Linked DNA regions of Larimichthys crocea: region 2 is linked to region 1. The links are chromatin contacts, called in public Hi-C maps. All regions are on one chromosome and are shown on one strand. The core of a region is the stretch at or near the end of the contact, and the rest is flanking DNA. Distances in the headings are between cores, read along the strand shown.

What was found. A called contact is a pair of places that touch in the nucleus more often than the background predicts.
Region 2: a contact with region 1 is called in a Hi-C map of muscle, with 6 times the contacts expected there. The contact joins the promoter of stoml3a here to the promoter of nek3 in region 1. A contact is called at or near these places in 4 of 7 Hi-C or Micro-C datasets (all in muscle).

The regions. Positions count from the first base shown.
Region 1 is chrVII:22,112,346-22,116,460 of L_crocea_2.0, forward strand. It overlaps nek3 (NIMA related kinase 3), which reads right to left and starts at 1,743. Exons shown (of 13, transcript XM_027280970.1): 1 at 1,562-1,743; 2 at 325-418; 3 at 118-215; 4 at 1-25. The coding sequence starts at 367. trnak-uuu (transfer RNA lysine (anticodon UUU)) reads left to right here and starts at 1,447; the gene lies at 1,447-1,519. trnak-uuu (transfer RNA lysine (anticodon UUU)) reads left to right here and starts at 1,901; the gene lies at 1,901-1,973.
Region 2 is chrVII:22,245,693-22,249,807 of L_crocea_2.0, forward strand. stoml3a (stomatin (EPB72)-like 3a) reads left to right here and starts at 2,133. Exons shown (of 7, transcript XM_010738802.3): 1 at 2,133-2,211; 2 at 3,755-3,858. The coding sequence starts at 2,133. It overlaps slc25a15a (solute carrier family 25 member 15a), which reads left to right. Exons shown (of 6, transcript XM_010738797.3): 6 at 300-557. The coding sequence ends at 424.

The DNA of each region.
Region 1 (4,115 bases), core at 493-2,992:
ACATTTGAGCAAACCACCTCAAGACCTGAAAAAGATTTCAGTGAAACAAACCTTAAAAAAGGAAGGAACGACAGTCACATAACACTGTGAGAATAGTTAAATTCAGTCGAGGCCTACATCATCGACGCAGAACTGTGTCGTTTTCTGTTGGCGTATCCTCTGGAGCAGGTCTCCACCGCTGCAGTACTCCATAACAATACACAGGAGGTCATCAGCTGAACAAACACAATCACATTGCCTATTCAAACAATAATAAGAGTCTAAAATGTTTTGTAATACGTCTTAAAAGAGAGTGTTATTGTGTATGTGTGTGTGTGTGAATACCTTCAAATGCCTCCCTGAAGGCCACGATATTAGGATGTTTCATTCTGGACAGCAGGACTGCCTCTCTCCTCGAGTTCTCCAGTTTGGACTTATTCTATAAAAATGCAAAATACAAGCATGAATGCATTTTTTTTTTTTTATTATTATGCAAAACAAACAGCATCCACTCTGTCTCTGTGCAGGCACCACAGTCTGCTGTGTTATCAGCACAGTGTAAATAACATTTCCATATCCGACCCCCAGGCTATAACATAACAGTCTGAATTTAAATACAGTGTGCAGAGCTTTACTCAACATGCTGGTGCAAATGCAGCATTTATGTTTAATTTACTATTTAGTCACTGATATGATGTGACTTGCTGCACTGATGGATGGATGTGAGGGTGAGGATTAAATAACTATATAAATATTTGTTTGCAAATACCTTTGGCAGCTGGATTTCTTTGACCACATACTTCTCCTGGGTGCTTTTACACCGGACTAACAAAGCCCGGCCGAATGACCCTTCACCGATGACTTTGTGGAGTGAGTATCTCTCCATGGAGCTCCTTCATCAAGGATCAAGAGGATAAAAACTACTAATTTATATATATTTTTTAAAAGAGACTGAAACACCTGAACGCGTGCTGTTTTTGTTTGGCCGCTACTTCCTTATTATTGCGTGACGTAGGTAAGAGACACACCTGTACCGTGCAGCAGAGCCGCGAGATGGCGGTAGATCACAGTCTGTGACTCCTAAGATAGGTTTCTATAGAGACCATAATATGGTGCCATGTTAGTCAGATCATCTCATATTAAAGTATCCTGATTATCTTTTATGTTATTGATCAATTATGTAATGTTAGTATGTATATAAATCTGGATTTTAATAATGTTTCTCTTATATGTCTGTCCTTATGTCTATAGTACATAGTCCGGCTCCTGTTCTGGCACGACATCGGCTCTGCTACCTGTCAGCATTTGCCCACACTCAGGGCATGAAAACCTCCTCTCACCTGTGGTACAAACACTACCTCCAAACACACTCCTCTGGTACTCTGAGCTCACAGTTCCTTGCAGGTGAGCACAAGGTAAATAAAGGGCGTCAGCTGACCAGAGAGACCACGTGGTTTTTCTTCAAGAGCCCGGATAGCTCAGTCGGTAGAGCATCAGACTTTTAATCTGAGGGTCCAGGGTTCAAGTCCCTGTTCGGGCGGAAGTTTTATCCAATTTCAAGTGGATGGAGGACACAACTTACCTTGCTGGAAAGAGAAAAGCATCCTTGGGTCTGTCAGAAAGCAATCTGTAGGTGCAGCTGAATGAAGACTGTAACCTCTTGTCTCCTAGTTCCTAGTTTATCTTTAAGACATTAAAGATCATGGTTCAACATTTCTGTTGTTTTTTTTTTAGGCAGGACTGTGTAAATGCACAGCCAAGGTCATAAGACCCAATACTTTTTCACATCAGCTATTCTGACATTAAATAGTCCGGTCAACGCGGGTGTTACCAATGACACTAATCAAGATATAACATAAAATCAGTCTACAGGTAAAGCGATGAGACGGAGAGAGAGGGACCACGTGATATTGCTGCAAGAGCCCGGATAGCTCAGTCGGTAGAGCATCAGACTTTTAATCTGAGGGTCCAGGGTTCAAGTCCCTGTTCGGGCGCAAGTTTTAGACAATTATAAACGGACCTTGTAGGTAAGAGGAAATCACTCCAACTATAGATGAGGCTGAATGTTGAGCCTAGTCACTGATCTCACATGACAATCAGCAGCTTCCCTGTGAAACAGATGTGTTTTTAAGAAAATGAAGATCCTGAGTATTAACTCTGAATCAATGCAGAAAAATAATGAGGTCATAAGTCCTAATCCTTCCCAGAGAAAGTTTTGCTCAGACACCAATTTGTATTCGTAAAAATGATGATTCTGCTGAGGGCTTTTTAAAATCAAATGGATTATTTAATGTATTATTAATGGATGCCAAATTCAGTTAACATTGAACATCATATCTAGTGTGTGTGAAACAGTAGAAGAAATTCCTTGTATGCTTATAAAATCAGCTATATTACCAGAAACAATGCACACACAAAACAACCTGACTGTGCTCACATGGCTCTGTTTGAATGTAATTTCTGCCATGCATACATCCATATGGGATATGAAAATCACATCACCTGTGGTAATGCTACGGAGACTTGCACGAGAAGATGTATTGCATTGCGTCGATAATGTAATACTGAGTAAAGACAATGCAGTCTTTGACATTTACTGTGATGGATCACACAACTTAAGCAACTCCCAAGAGTCTGATAATAGATTTTCATTACCCACCACAATGAGTGGAGACCACTGATTGGGCACTACTTCCTTATTATTGCATGACGCAGGGCGAGGCACACCTGTACTGTGCACCTGGGCCGCTAGATGGCAAAAGTAGAACACTGAGTTAGAAGAAATAAGCTGAAATGTGATGAGACATGTGAGTTAAGTAGAAATACGTGTAAACTTCTCAAGAGCCCGGAGAGCGGTACTTGGGTACCGAGCGTCTGTATAATCTCCTCCAATCACGTTGCCCTATTTCCATCTTTCTTCATCTTTCAGCCAATCACAGTAGTCCTTCTCCAAAATTGATGGGACGGACCAATCACGGCCCACCATTTCCATCTTTGCCATCAGCCAATCACAGTGGTCCTTCTCCAAAATTGATGGTACGGACCAATCGCGGCCCACCATTTCCATCTTTGCCATCAGCCAATCACAGTGGTCCTTCTCCAAAATTGATGGGACGGACCAATCACGGCCCACCATTTCCATCTTTGCCATCAGCCAATCACGATGGTGCTTCTCCAAAATTCAGTCGGCTGGACTTCAGGTGTCTTTAGACACCTGTGGAGACTTGCACAAAAAGATGTATTGCAGTGCGTCGATAATGTAATACTGAGTAAAGATAATGCAGTCTTTGACATTTACTGTGATGGATCACACAACTTAAGCAACTCCCAAGAGTCTGATAATAGATTTTCATTACACACCACAATGAGTGGAGACCACTGATTGGGCACTACTTCCTTATTATTGCATGACGTAGGGCGAGGCACACCTGTACTGTGCACCTGGGTCGCTAGATGGCAAAAGTAAAACACTGAGTTAGAAGAAATAAGATGAAGTGTGATGAGACATGTGAGTTAAGTAGAAATACCACGTGTAATCTTCTCAAGAGCCCGGACAGCGGTACTTGGGTACCGAGCGTCTGTATAATCTCCTCCAATCACGTTGCCCTATTTCCATCTTTCTCCATCTTTCAGCCAATCACAGTGGTCCTTCTCCAAAATTGATGGGACGGACCAATCGCGGCCCACCATTTCCATCTTTGCAATCAGCCAATCACAGTGGTCCTTCTCCAAAATTGCTGGGACGGACCAATTGCGGCCCACCATTTCCATCTTTGCCATCAGCCAATCACGATGGTGCTTCTCCAAAATTCAGTCGGCCGGACTTAAGGTGTCTTTAGACACCTGTGGAGACTTGCACGAGAAGATGTATTGCAGTGCGTCGATAATGTAATACTGAGTAAAGACAATGCAGTCTTTGACATTTACTGTGATGGATCACACAACTTAAGCAACTCCCAAGAGTCTGATAATAGATTTTCATTACACACCACAATGAGTGGAGACCACTGATTGGGCACTACTTCCTTATTATTGTATGACGCAGGCAGGGCGAGACACACCTGTACTGTGCACCTGGGCCGCTAGATGGCAGTGGATCATAATCTCTAAATCCTTCATTCGGACTCATTTCATAT
Region 2 (4,115 bases), core at 883-3,382, 130 kb after region 1:
CAGAGACATCATTTCCCTAAATACACCTCAGTGTGTCATCTAAATGATTTTAAATGTGTTATTTTATTGTAGAAAAGTTACACAATGTTATTTTAAGTACCACACTTATTGACATAAAATCTGAATCTAAAATCTGGGAGCTGAAGTTTTTAGACACTTGATTGCACCACTGCTGGTCTGACTTTAAAGAGTGCGGCTGCATCTTGTGACTAACAGGACGGTTTAAGCTGGAGGCCTGACTCATCTGTGGGGAATGACGTGTGTGCACTGTAACTGTTTGACTCTCTCTTCTCTCACAGGCTTTGCTGCTCTGTACTCTGGCCTGACTCCGACCATGATACGCACCTTCCCTGCCAACGGAGCTCTCTTCCTGGCTTATGAGTTCAGTCGAAAGTTTATGATGGACACAGTCGGTTCCTCGTGAGGAGGATCTCTACACTTGATGCCAGTATTCTGTTAAAACACTCTTTTGTATTTGAATATCTTGTGAATGAAATGAACTTGTATTTTGTGCTATGCTGACCACATGAATTAAAAACAATGTTTCAATCATAAAATCCATAAGTCTTAGTGTAAGACCTGTGAATATGTTTCAGCATGATCGATAATACCTGCACTGCGCCTCACCAGACGTTTTTTAGTGAGCACTGACGTGACGAGTTTTTCCAGTCAAATCATACCCTCCAGGCAGTTTAAGCAGTTCAGCTTTCTGCTTTCTGCTCAGCCCCGCCAACAGTGACATTTAAAACAATTTTGTCAACCAGACTGAATGCTCATCATCTTCCTTAGGCTAGAGTTAGAGAAACTTTGAATCCAACATAAAAGAAAAAGGTTGAACATTGGACAAAAGCTGCAAACGTCAGCGTAAAGATCAGATTATTAAAAACAAAACTCGCAAATAGTTTTGTTTTGACTGATCTGTTGCAATAGCAACCTTAAGCCTACATTATTTCTTTCTGTTTTGTTTTGTTTTTTTCATTTTCTGCCTGCCTCACCACAGGAACCACACAAACTGCCGTCCTCTTGCAGCAGAAAAGAAAACTTTTTGATGCATGTTGTGATTCAAACACACACAAAAAAATGTTTCATGTATGATATAAGATTTGAAGTTTGAAAAAAATCATCTTGAAGGAGGGTGTGGTTTAAAATAAGAAAATTGGGAGGAAGCGAATTTGAATGATGAGTAGTCCAGCACGAGGGTGCAGACAAAACCCTGACCAAACAGATTTTTTTCAGTTTTTAAAACATTTTTTTTTTTACTCCACAAATAAAAAAACAAAAAAGCAAAATGATCTTTAAGCTCGTCATAAATTTTAATGAAATAGGTAACATGAGCCCGTTGTGTATGTAGTGTTGTGTACAACTGAACCTGGATTCACATGAACTCATTGTGTACTGAAGTGAGCGGGCAGTCATGTGACCAAGTATCATGTGACAGTTGATGAAAGGGACCTTAGTGAAAAATGATGGTTTAACAAGCAGCTTACATGTCACACTGTGTACTGTACTGCTTTACATGCAGAGGGATGTTTTATATACTGCGGTTATGCTTCTGCTCTGAGCCACACAACTCTACTATTATATTTGACAACTGATATTTGACAGGTGTATTTTTTTTGCCACCATTTCCGTGTTTTTATATCCTCCATGCTTCATTATGTTTTGTTTGTGTATTTCCACCCACTCCTAAAAAATTCCTGCACAATTTAAATATGGGTACATTTTTATGATAAGGGAGGCAAGGCATGAGCATGATCACATCTTCTTGCACGTGCCATCTCTCATGTTTCAAGACTTGGATGCCACCTATTGTTTATTCATAACCTGCACTCAACAGGTGTCAGACTACTGGACGTGGATATAAGAGTATAATGGAAAAGTACAAGAGTTGAACTTCAAGCATTCCAATAATGGAGCCAAATAAAGGCTGCTTAGACTCTATGGTTCATGTTACCTGTTGGCACTCATAATTTGAATCCAAGTGGGAGTTTATGTGTGTGTGGTAGTCAAGCTCACAAAAAGCAGTAGGTGATGAGGGATGAAAACAGACCACACCCCAACGGGAGAGAAGACAGAGAAACAAGCGCAGCGCTGCTTCACTCGCTGCATCATACCTGACAACATACTCACTAATGATCTCAACGGCATCCAGCACGGCTGAGATGGTGACACAAGGTAAACTTCAGATCAACACCGTGGAAAATGTTGAAGGTAAATACTTTTTAAAATCATTTTGTGGCTCAATGTGATTCACTTTGACTGTCGTTAGATGTTTATTGCTTCAACTTGTTCACCAGGGGCGCAGAATGAGTAAATTATTCACAGTAACATAACATATCAGGAATAATATATAATTATATATTCATATATTGTTTGAGGGCTCCGGGTGTGCTTGTTTTTAAGGCACCTGGGAACTCTAATGTGCCCCTGTTAATCAGAAAATATGTATGTTTGCTCTAATTAATTACAGTGTAAATTATTATTGTATATCTTAAGATTTTTACGCAGTTACTATAAAGTTTGCAATACAACAACAGTGTAAGCAGGTGGGAAGTGGAAGAATGATAAAAAATAATAATAATATCAATTGCAAAAAAAAGGGTCTAAAGAAGAAATTCATCAAAACCAAATATATTATATTCAACATAAATATGAGAAACTTTTGATGTGTAATGTTTGTCTTCAGCATGTTAATCAAAAACTGTTTGGGTTTTTTTTTAACAACATGAGTTTCCAGAACTCCCTGAGCCCTCGAATAACAACTAAAGCATTATTTATGATCCATTACACTGATGGGCTGACAGCGTAGCTCGACAGCCCCCCATCCATTTACATGATTCAGACCCTGAATTAAGCTTCTTTTTACTTTTACCAATTTTTGTATATAAGTGTTAAGTATTAGTAGTATTAGGGTTAAGTTAAAAAAAAACATCTATATACAGTAGTACTTAATTAATCAGCCACTTCACTGAGTTTCAGTTTTTGCTCGTTTGTTTTTGTTCACCGTCAATCAGGCAAAAAAGTGTCATACATTCACGACTTCCAACTTCTCAAATCTGATCCTCAGTTGTAAATTGAATATCTTGAATTTAAATTTGGACTGTTGTATGCAGGGCCCAAAGTAACCATCCTTTAAATGCTGTAGCTTGTTTTATCTGTCAAACAGACTAAAACCCCCCAAATATTTAATCTACAGTGATAAAACTGAGAAAACAGAAGAACCTTTTTTTTTTTAGAAACTGGAACCAGTCGATGTTTGGAGGTTTTACTTGATAGATTACTTAAGTTAACATAAATGGATGAACAAAGCAGTCGTGTTTGAAGAGAGCTTTACTATTTTGTTGTTGTTGTTGTTGTTGTTGACATTTTATAGAAATCCACACATTAAAGATAATGTAAATAAGTCCTGACATTTTTTTTTCTTCTCTAACGTGACCTCTGTAACTGAAGGAGGTAACTCCATCACAGTGTTTAGTTCAGTATCTTCAACACTCTGTGACTCAGGAGGATTTGAAGTTACGTGACCTCCCTAAGAGATTAATTTAATAATTGACAAATGATAGGTGTGGATGCACTACATCTCGTTGCATGAATAATTGTTTTGTGACACCTGGGTTAAAAGGTGGAATTTCCCACTGAATCATATTACTGTTTAACTGAGTGAACAAATGAAAGGTGAAATGGAAATTATGCAAAGCACTGTGCCTCTCTGTGCATGAGTACAAGTCTGTGAAATGTTTCTCACTGTCTACAGATAAACACTCAAGCAGACTGGGATGCTGTGGTTGGCTGTTGGTCCTCATATCCCTCCTCTTTGTAGTAGCGACCTTCCCTATTTCCATATTAATGTGTGTCAAGGTGGAGTATATTTTTACTGATGTACACAACTGTATCAGTATCAGTATTTGTTTCTGAAAGTCAAAACAGATCTTTGTATTGCTGGGGCTGTATTTTTATATCAGTATTCACAGCTCTGAAATGTGATCTGAACTGTTTAAAGCCAATGTATGTTTTAAACTCATTTGCAATCGGCCACTCAAATGAACGGATAAAATGTGCAGATGTTATACATGTGGCTGTGGTCTGAGATAAACCATATCAGCATATGTCAGCAT